Linked DNA regions of Mus musculus: all the other regions are linked to region 1. A link is a contact called in public HiChIP or PLAC-seq data. All regions are on one chromosome and are shown on one strand. The core of a region is the stretch at or near the end of the contact, and the rest is flanking DNA. Distances in the headings are between cores, read along the strand shown. Region 1 overlaps Babam2 (BRISC and BRCA1 A complex member 2). Region 2 overlaps Babam2 (BRISC and BRCA1 A complex member 2). Region 3 overlaps Rbks (ribokinase).

The links. HiChIP or PLAC-seq counts read pairs in DNA pulled down with a chosen protein or histone mark.
Region 2: a BATF HiChIP or PLAC-seq map of CD8 T cells shows a contact between it and region 1, with 5 read pairs. The contact joins two enhancer-like sites. A contact is called at or near these places in 2 of 39 promoter capture datasets (3T3-L1-derived adipocytes and cranial neural crest), 1 of 484 Hi-C or Micro-C datasets (nephron progenitors) and 2 of 115 datasets of contacts at active chromatin or transcription factors (CD8 T cells and embryonic stem cells).
Region 3: a contact with region 1 is called in an H3K27ac HiChIP or PLAC-seq map of the NIH/3T3 cell line, with 3 times the contacts expected there. The contact joins two enhancer-like sites. A contact is called at or near these places in 6 of 484 Hi-C or Micro-C datasets (embryonic fibroblasts, muscle stem cells and uterus), 6 of 115 datasets of contacts at active chromatin or transcription factors (the NIH/3T3 cell line, embryonic stem cells, fibro-adipogenic progenitors and 1 more) and 2 of 9 other capture datasets (adipose tissue and pancreatic islet).

Annotation. Positions count from the first base shown.
Region 1 is chr5:31,859,127-31,862,034 of GRCm38.p6, reverse strand. The region is part of intron 6 of Babam2 (BRISC and BRCA1 A complex member 2); the gene reads right to left. Among named protein-coding and RNA genes, the nearest start is that of Gm52770, 140 kb to the left of the region's middle. Within about 2 kb of position 1,409, at least 60 of the 459 cell types and tissues checked have an H3K27ac peak or open chromatin away from gene starts, as enhancers often do. A contact at or near this core is called in CD8 T cells, the NIH/3T3 cell line, embryonic fibroblasts and 1 more, where this site is marked.
Region 2 is chr5:32,012,526-32,015,230 of GRCm38.p6, reverse strand. All of the region lies in intron 10 of Babam2 (BRISC and BRCA1 A complex member 2), which reads right to left. Among named protein-coding and RNA genes, the nearest start is that of Gm52770, 15 kb to the right of the region's middle. Within about 2 kb of position 1,355, at least 7 of the 459 cell types and tissues checked have an H3K27ac peak or open chromatin away from gene starts, as enhancers often do. A contact at or near this core is called in CD8 T cells, where this site is marked.
Region 3 is chr5:31,628,911-31,631,610 of GRCm38.p6, reverse strand. All of the region lies in intron 7 of Rbks (ribokinase), which reads left to right. All of the region lies in intron 2 of Gm38424 (a long non-coding RNA gene), which reads right to left. Among named protein-coding and RNA genes, the nearest start is that of Mrpl33, 16 kb to the right of the region's middle. Within about 2 kb of position 1,325, at least 145 of the 459 cell types and tissues checked have an H3K27ac peak or open chromatin away from gene starts, as enhancers often do. A contact at or near this core is called in the NIH/3T3 cell line, embryonic fibroblasts and muscle stem cells, where this site is marked.

The DNA.
Region 1 (2,908 bases), core at 160-2,659:
GTGTCATGGGCTGCGTGTGGGGTTTTGCTGTTCCTTTTCTAATTTTTCTCAATACAGCGTACTCAATAAATGCAGATCACTGAAGGATAAAATATAGGCATGCAAATGAAGAGTTGCATTTATTTCAAAGATGGCTACCTTTTAAGCCTGGGATAAAGACAAGCATTAGTCTTGTTACTTTGAAATTAAGCCAGACCTCATGGACACAATGCACATGTACAACATTCTGCTCACGAGAGCACACAGCAGCAAAGAGCAGCCATCACTCAGGGAGAGTGGAAACAATCTTCCAAGAAAGAGGGAGAGTGATTCTAGTTAGAACTGGAAATATAGGGAAAAATGGAAAACATTTAATAGTCGCTGAAGAAAATGTGCTAAAGAATCAGGTTTGTAAAGCCCAGACATAATAAGAGTCCCAAACAAAATGGGAACCACAAATTTTAGGGAAGCAAATTAGTATGTCTCTAAGGATTTCTTCCCATGTTCAACCGTCAGATTACAGAAAGGGGCAAAGCATGTGGTGTCAACCACAGTGAACAAGGTGGACAGTTAGGAGGGCTATGGGCGTGGGGCTGACGTACAGACTTGCTAGGCAGATGATCATGAGTGATAGGCTAAAGTCCAGAAGTGGCTCAAGATGTGGAAGTGTGGAAGAGGCACTGGTTTGAGACTTACTAAGCAGAGAAGAGTACTAGGGCTTCAGAAACAAGAGGGTTAGGAGAAGGTAGGCAGAAATGGGAGGGCAGAGAGCCAACGTGGAGATAGAGAGAAACTGGCAGGCTGGACCAATGATGAACCAGCATCGTATGTGTCATAAACTATGGAGAACAGCAGCAGAGGGTAGGGAGAAATTATGACCCAGGTACTGAGGACACATATGAAATGGAAACAAGCCCTGGACTGATGGAATTAGCAAGGTTTCTAGAGGAGAGTGATGCAGGCAGTCAAAGGAATAGGATTTTGTATTTTCACAGTGAGTCAGCAAAACTGAGAGAAGGTGAAGCCAGTTTCCACATAGGACCAGAGCTGAACTACATAAAGGAGTCAAGGAGTCAAGGAAAGAGCTAGGGAACATGTCTCCAAATGAGAACCCTACACTACTTCTAGCTGCTGCTGGGTTGACCAGATTACTGAAGGACAGAATTAACTAATAAAGTACCCTATATGCCAAAAACCAAACCAAACCAAACCAAAAAAAACAACCAACCAGAGAATGCACCAACTATTATCATCTGGAGATTTATCATCATTCTTCCTCAAAGATACAATTTGACCTAGGTATTACATTCATTTCAAATAAGATATACAGACAGAAACAAGCAACTTGCCCAAGGTCTGGGTTGGGGCAAAGCTGACAGTGGAACTAAAGTGTAACCTGATATCTTTCCTGTTCTCAACCACTAACAGAACTCAGATGACATCAAGCATTCCCTCTTCTACTACGTCTGCTTTTAATAAAAATCATAAATCATTTAGTTATGTGATGTCAATTTCAACCACATCAGAGAACAACCACCCCACATTTCCTTGCATTATGATAAGAATGCAATTGTGCCTTCCTAGAAATGCTACACTGGTAACTTCTAGGTGAGAAACAGAACATGCTAAAAACACAACTGTGCTTGACTTTCAAGTTACCGACAACCTGGTGAATGGGCTGTTTTGTTTTCCCCACAGCAATATTCAAGATCACATCTTAGACTCTGGGTTTCTGTTATTTTGTCTCAATGTTTCCTTGCTTTCAATGAATATAAACAATTTCAGGTTGGCTCAGTTTTATTACAATTGATCATTACAAATAAAAACATCTTTGGAACATCTGAGAAAATATCCCTGTGCTGTTCAGGTTGCTAGGTCATTTCCATATCCAGACTATAACTTGGTCTTGGTCTTCTGAAAAATAATGGAACTAAAACAGAGTAAAGAAACCATGGATATCTCCTACTTTGGATGAAAAGAGTTCTGTTTAATTTAAACATACATACATAAAGACAGACAGACAGACAGACACATGGGCATATACACACATGCACACACACACAAACACAGAGAGAGAGAGAGAAGGAGAGAGAGAGGGGAAGGTAGGGGGAGAGAGAGAAGGAGAGAGGGAGAGAGAGGGAGAGAGGGAGAGAGGGAGAGAGGGAGAGAGGGAGAGAGGAAGAGAGGGGAAGAGAGAGAGAACTGGATTTCAATTTCTGATTCTCTTGCCTTCAGCCCCAAGTGCTAGAATCCTGGGGATATCACCACACCAGCCACACCAGGCTGCCTACATTCTTTTTGGCCAGAAAATAAGAGAATTGGTCAAAGAAGGGTAACAGCTCAGCATCTAGAACTCTGAGAGGGCCCGGCATAAGGTATCTAGTGGGAAGGCAGGTGCCTAAGGTATGCTGAGGTGTGATGACCACTTAGCTAGCTATTCCTCAACCGATAGGTCAGATCTATTAATCTTATATGGTGGTAATGGTTTCCAATGTTAAGACAGCTGTAGATACACTATGACAATCTGCAGCAGGGAGCAATTTTCTTCTCTGAAAGAACCTTCTCCACTTGGAAGGCACTTGTCTGGTCTTCTCTAGGGATCAGGGATCAGATGATTGTGACTCTGGCCTCTCTATACCAGTCATAGACAGAAGTTCCTCTTGCAGGAGAAGAGGACCGCTGTTTTCCCTGCCTGTCCCAGTGGCTGTGAGGGAAGAGCAGCAGGTACTCTGTTAGGCTGCTCTGTGACCAGCCTGTGAGAATTCCCACCACATTCCCCTGCCTCCTGTCCCCTGCTATAGGAATCCTACTTCACAGGCTCATTACTGCCTCTCCAACTGCAGGGAAAGTGTGACGAGCGGGTGTGGCAGCAGTCCCAAGATGGTGCCCGGGACTGCAGCTAAGTCTTATGACTTGCACCTGACTTCCT
Region 2 (2,705 bases), core at 106-2,605, 150 kb before region 1:
AATGTAGGATGCATTCCTTAGAAATCACCACTGTTAGAGATACACACAGATGCATACGGAAGTATTCATAGACGATACAAGAGATGTGGTTTACACTTGCTTCAAAATACTCCAGAGAATTCTAAAAGCAAATGACAAGGAGGTTTGGGAGAAGAGACAAGAGACAAAGCTGCAGTGCAGGTGTTGCACACACAAGGAGCCTGGGCGACTTCTGCTTTCACCTGTGCTTGTTACTTTCTCTATTGCTCGTGCACTGGGGCGTGATCTCACGTTCTTGCATGTGCTTGGCAAGTGTTCTACCATAAGCTATACAGACAGCTTACTTTTTACATTTTGAGATGGGACTCAGGTTGGTCTTGAATGTACATTGTACCGGATCCTTAGCATGGACTTGTGGGTCCTTCCAGCCTCAGACTCCTGATGTAGCTGGAATATAAGCTGGTACCACTAGGCCTTGCAGTGTTTTTTTATTTTAATTTTTGATTACATGCAATATTTGGAGGGGGCACACACGTAGAGGTCAGAGGAGAACTTTTGGGGTCAGTTCTGTCCTTTTACCATGTAGAGATCAAGTATAGGGGATTAGACTTAGTGGCAAAGAACCTTTTCATCTGCTGAGCCATCTTGCTGGCTCAATGCTCTTGTTTGTAAGGAGTCCTAGGTGCTCACAGTACGTCCACCACACAGAACTGCTTGCACCGTACTTAGCGAATAACCAATGGTGAGTGCGTAAAGGAGCACACACTTGGCCACAGTTCAACTCCTGCCCCTTGTCCTAGACCAGGGCCACTCCCACATCTGTATCACCTCCTGGGCCTGGGCGATTATGGGATCTTGCAGGTCCCTCTGAACTCTGTGTGATGAACCATTAGCCACATTCACTGTCTATGCTGAGTTTCGGACACTCAGTTGCTCATTAATTCTTTCATTAAACCATATAGTTTGTTCTTTCTATGGTCAGAGTGAATTTTTATCTCCAGCTTGTATATTTATGTTTCTCAGGAAGAGATCACAACTGCCACCACTAGGAATGTCACCTCTGGAGAAGTCCACTCACTCCTCAGAAGGGAGAGGTCATGTCTATTTGTGGGGCTTGACATTGACATTCTGCTCCTGATGTTGGGGCTTCCAGATTTGTCATGAAATTCTGAAGGAGTTTGAAAGTTGTCACACATACCTGGGGACATTACCAGTGGATTATCTGGAGCAGTGTCATAATGAAGCCATGGCTCAGTTCCGAGATTGAAGTCCTAGCTGTCACTGAATTTTACTGTGCCACAGTATGGTCTTTTGCTACACAGGGTAAAACTAGTAATGACTCATAGAAGGGTGCTAGGTGGATTAATAATCATGAGATAAACAAAGTACTGATCAGCGCATCTGGGGCACAGCATACCCAGAGTTTCTGTTATAGAGATGACTATTATTGTCAACAGCCACAGTTCTGCACCAAAGATTGCCTGTAAGTCATCAATGGTACCTTTTTAATGCTAACTATGCAAAAATCATTTCACTCAAGGAGATCAATACCATAAGTTATTGTGAATGTGGCTTTCTTTCTAAGCAGGAGGCCTACGTTGGTTACAACTTGTTAATTGGAAAGCAGCCTAGTACATTTTGGGGTCAAAAATGACTGAAACTTTTCAGGAACTCTGATCAGAAAAATTCACTTTCAAGATTACTTTACTCCACTAGTTACCATGAAGGAGAACTGTGCCACAGGTTCAAGGGGGCACAGAGAACACGAATCTACATTGACTGTAGGTCTGACTCACAGCCCCCTCCTCAAAAGACATCCCTTTGGTTCTCTAAAAAGGTGTTATTGAAGTCTAAGAATTCACAAGGGAATATTACCCAGGAAGGTTTGTGAATGAAATTTTCAACCTAGAGCCAGAAGTTGCAAATAGGCTTTTAGAAAGTGAACTCCAAAGAAGAAGGAAGTTTCAATTTGAGTCAAAGTAGTGATGGTGGTTGCTCGGGGCCAGAGCTCTGAGCTGGGAACCCGGGGAGGAAGGCATGTTGCATGTGTAGCTGAGAACTGCCTGTCTCCACCATTAGCTTCACACAAGTCCTGGGTTAAGACCAATCAAAATGTGTGAGTTAGTTAAAAGGCCCAGGAGTCCCATGATAACAAGGAGGCTTGTTTTCCCCTTCTGTTTTTCCACATATTTTAGCACTCTGAACAATAGAAGGAATAGACAGGTTTTATTTCTTGCTAATAATCAACTAGTTCCTGTTGCTCTCATAGTTATTAATATTACAAATGATTATATAAAACTAAGAATCTCTCACATGAGAAGTAAATATGCCAATCCTACATAAACATTGTGAAGTACAGCTCTGGTTTAAAACAATTTCTAATACATATCATTGTGGTTCCCACCCTCAGTCACTTTACCAAGTCTGATCTCTTCAAGTACATTCATTAATATACCTAAAAGTGGGATTTGGACCCAAAAAAGTAAGTCACTTTTGAGAAACATCACAGCTTGGGGGTTACTGAATTACCTGGCAGCCAACTTTTTTGTGCCTGCTAGATTATGCCATAGGGCACCCTGCTTCTGCAGCAAGGGCATACAGCACTGTGCTCAGGGCAGAGGCAGCTGAGAGGATGGCTTTACTCTTAGTGGTATTGACTGTGACCCCATCCAGGAACTCCCCTGGGCTGTACTAGGAAGCACGCAGCTGGACAAAAGCAGCCCAGA
Region 3 (2,700 bases), core at 76-2,575, 230 kb after region 1:
AAGGGCGGGAGATAGGGAGGCACTAGGCCAGTCAGGACATGTAACGACAGGCCTGCCCGGGCATGTCCTAGCCTGTTCTGCTATGTTCTCAGCCCCAGGTTTCAAAGCTCACAAACAACTCTTTGGGCTATTTGACATAAATTACATGAATCACAGGTCTCAAGGTTTATTTCCTTTCAGATTCTCATGAACTCACTAAAGGGTTCATGGAGAACCTCACCTAGCCCACAGCGGAGTGAAGGTCAAAGTTCCGGGGAAATTCTGATGGCCACTGCTGGAGCTCTTTACATCCTGGCCTGCATAATCAGGGGCTCTAGGATACTAGCTTCTACCCCTTCCAAGCCCTCTGACTCTTCTCCTCTGAGCTGGGAACAGAAAATCAACCTTGCTCTAACTCTCAAAGGATGGAGTCCCTATGATGGTGACCCCTTCTGTTCCTGGAACCTTGTCTGCCCCCACTCATCTAGGTCATGAGTTTCTACTACATGTAAAAGAAATGGCCTCTGATATACCATGTAGTCTGCCCTGCTGTGTTGAACACCCATTCTGCCAGGCTCTCCTGGACCCCCTGACATTGTCTGAATTAGTAGCTACAACAGTCCCATCATACAGGTAAATAGATGCAGAAAAGCTGAACAACCTGCCAGAGATCACACAACCAGTACATCAGTCAAATGGGGGTTTTGGATCTGTCTGACCCCACCCCATTTGTGCATGGTTCCACTTGAGAAAACATCTCAGTTGTGAGTTTTTCAAATGGCAGAGAGGCTTCAATACAAGTGAGAAGGCAACCCACTCACCATCCCTAAAAGATGACTGAGGTAACAAAGAGACTGAAGAGAGATTAAAAGGTCCTTCTGCATGGTGTCCCTGAAGTTTGGGATGCCTAAACCCAATCAGGTTCTCATGCCTCAGCTCCTGGACAGGGGAAGGAGGCAGAAGTGTATGCTTAGACATCAGTGCCAGAGGAGGGTAGGCCTGACTGCCAGGCCAGCCTAGAGCAACTGAGGCAGCTCCCTAAAATGATCCCTGGAAGGCAATTCCATTCCGAACCAAATGCAGAGAGCAGGGCTGACCCGAGTGCTCTAGAGCAAATCTGGCCCCCAGCACCATGTAGAAGGTAGTGGGGACCCTGACAATTTACATCTGCTCTCTCCTGAGCCCCTAGTCAAATCCTTGAAAAAGAAATGGTGTGTCATCATGTTTCAGCCATTTCTGAAACCACAAGCAGACTAAGGAATTCAGCCTGCAGTGTGGGCTCTGAATAGCTCTATGGAGGGAGAGGCCTTGAAAAGAAAAGCAAGTGGTATCTACTTGTCAGATGGAATGTGTGAAGACATCCAGGAGGAATGTGGGGGCTCTGTTCGGGTGGCTCGGGCAGTTTGGCCTCTGAATCATGCCATGTGGGTTCAGATTCCTAACAGATGAAGCCTCAGGGCTGACATCACTCTCGCAAGATCACCCGGGAGCTGCGGTGCTGCCCAGCAAGTGTTTTACCTTGGGGATTTTCCCAACCACATTTAATATCTGTCATTCCTTCCAACTCACCCATTTTCTGTCATCTGGAATTTGACAAACTAGGACTCTTATAAGCCTGTTTCATTGCTGGTACCCCCCTCCTGTAAGATGAGGCATTCTTAGAATGGCATGTGCTCTCTCTCTCTCTCTCTCTCTCTCTCTCTCTCTCTCTCTCTCTCTCTCTCTCTCCCTCCCTCCCTCCCTCCCTCCCTCCCTCCCTCCCATAGTTTCCAGGTAGCCTCAGCTCTGGTGACTTCTGATCTCTGTTGTTACACTTCAGCCTCTCACTCCCAGGACGACAGTACCTGCTTGAAACCCCCAGGCCTGCTCTGGCCATGGCCAGTTTCCTCCCATCTTCTCCATCTTTCTTACCTTCCTCAGTTTCCTGCATTTTCTCCTTCCTGTTGAGTCCCTCCTGGTTGTTGTTCCTCCCTCAGCAGTAAAGAGTCTCTGATTGTCCTTCTCAGCCTTTATCCCCTGAAAACAACAATTCCTCTGTTGTCCCCTTCTTCCCCCACACCTGCCTGAGGCAATCTAGTTCAAACTCTCTGCTCCTGTGGCAAGCATAGAGGAAATGGTACCTGCTGTGATTTGAATCCAATTGGTCCCCTCACACTCACATTCTGAGTGCTTGTCCCCCAGGGGGTGGCACAGAGGACCTGGAGGACAAACAGCCAGGCCAGCAGGTGAGTTGCTAGGCACAGGCCTTTGAAGGCTATGTCAAGCCACACACTCCTACCATGAAGTGCTTTTCTTGTCCTTACGGACCCCTGCCCCAGCCCTGGAATAATGAGGAAAACAACCCTCTCCTCCTCTTTTACTCAGTTCTTTGGTCACAGTGATGCAAAAGTAACCAACACGGTATCGCATGCAGGGCACAGGGAGAGATTCATGATCTTCGTGTTTATCCCTGACACAAGCTCTTCCCACAGGCAGTCAAGAAAGCCTCTCCGCCTGTCCTTCCTAAACCCTTCCCTAGACAAGACTAAGCAATGTCTGCCTTCCCTGTAAGGTTTCCACAGCAAACTTGAGCCACTGTAGTGCAGAATTACATGCAAGTGGTCATCCACACCCTAGCACAATCGAGGTCATAAAGAGGTGGCAGTCCTGCTATGTCACTGGAGTCCCACACAGATGACCTCGCTGAAAACTGTGCCTGTGAGCGCTGCCTTTTCTTTAAAT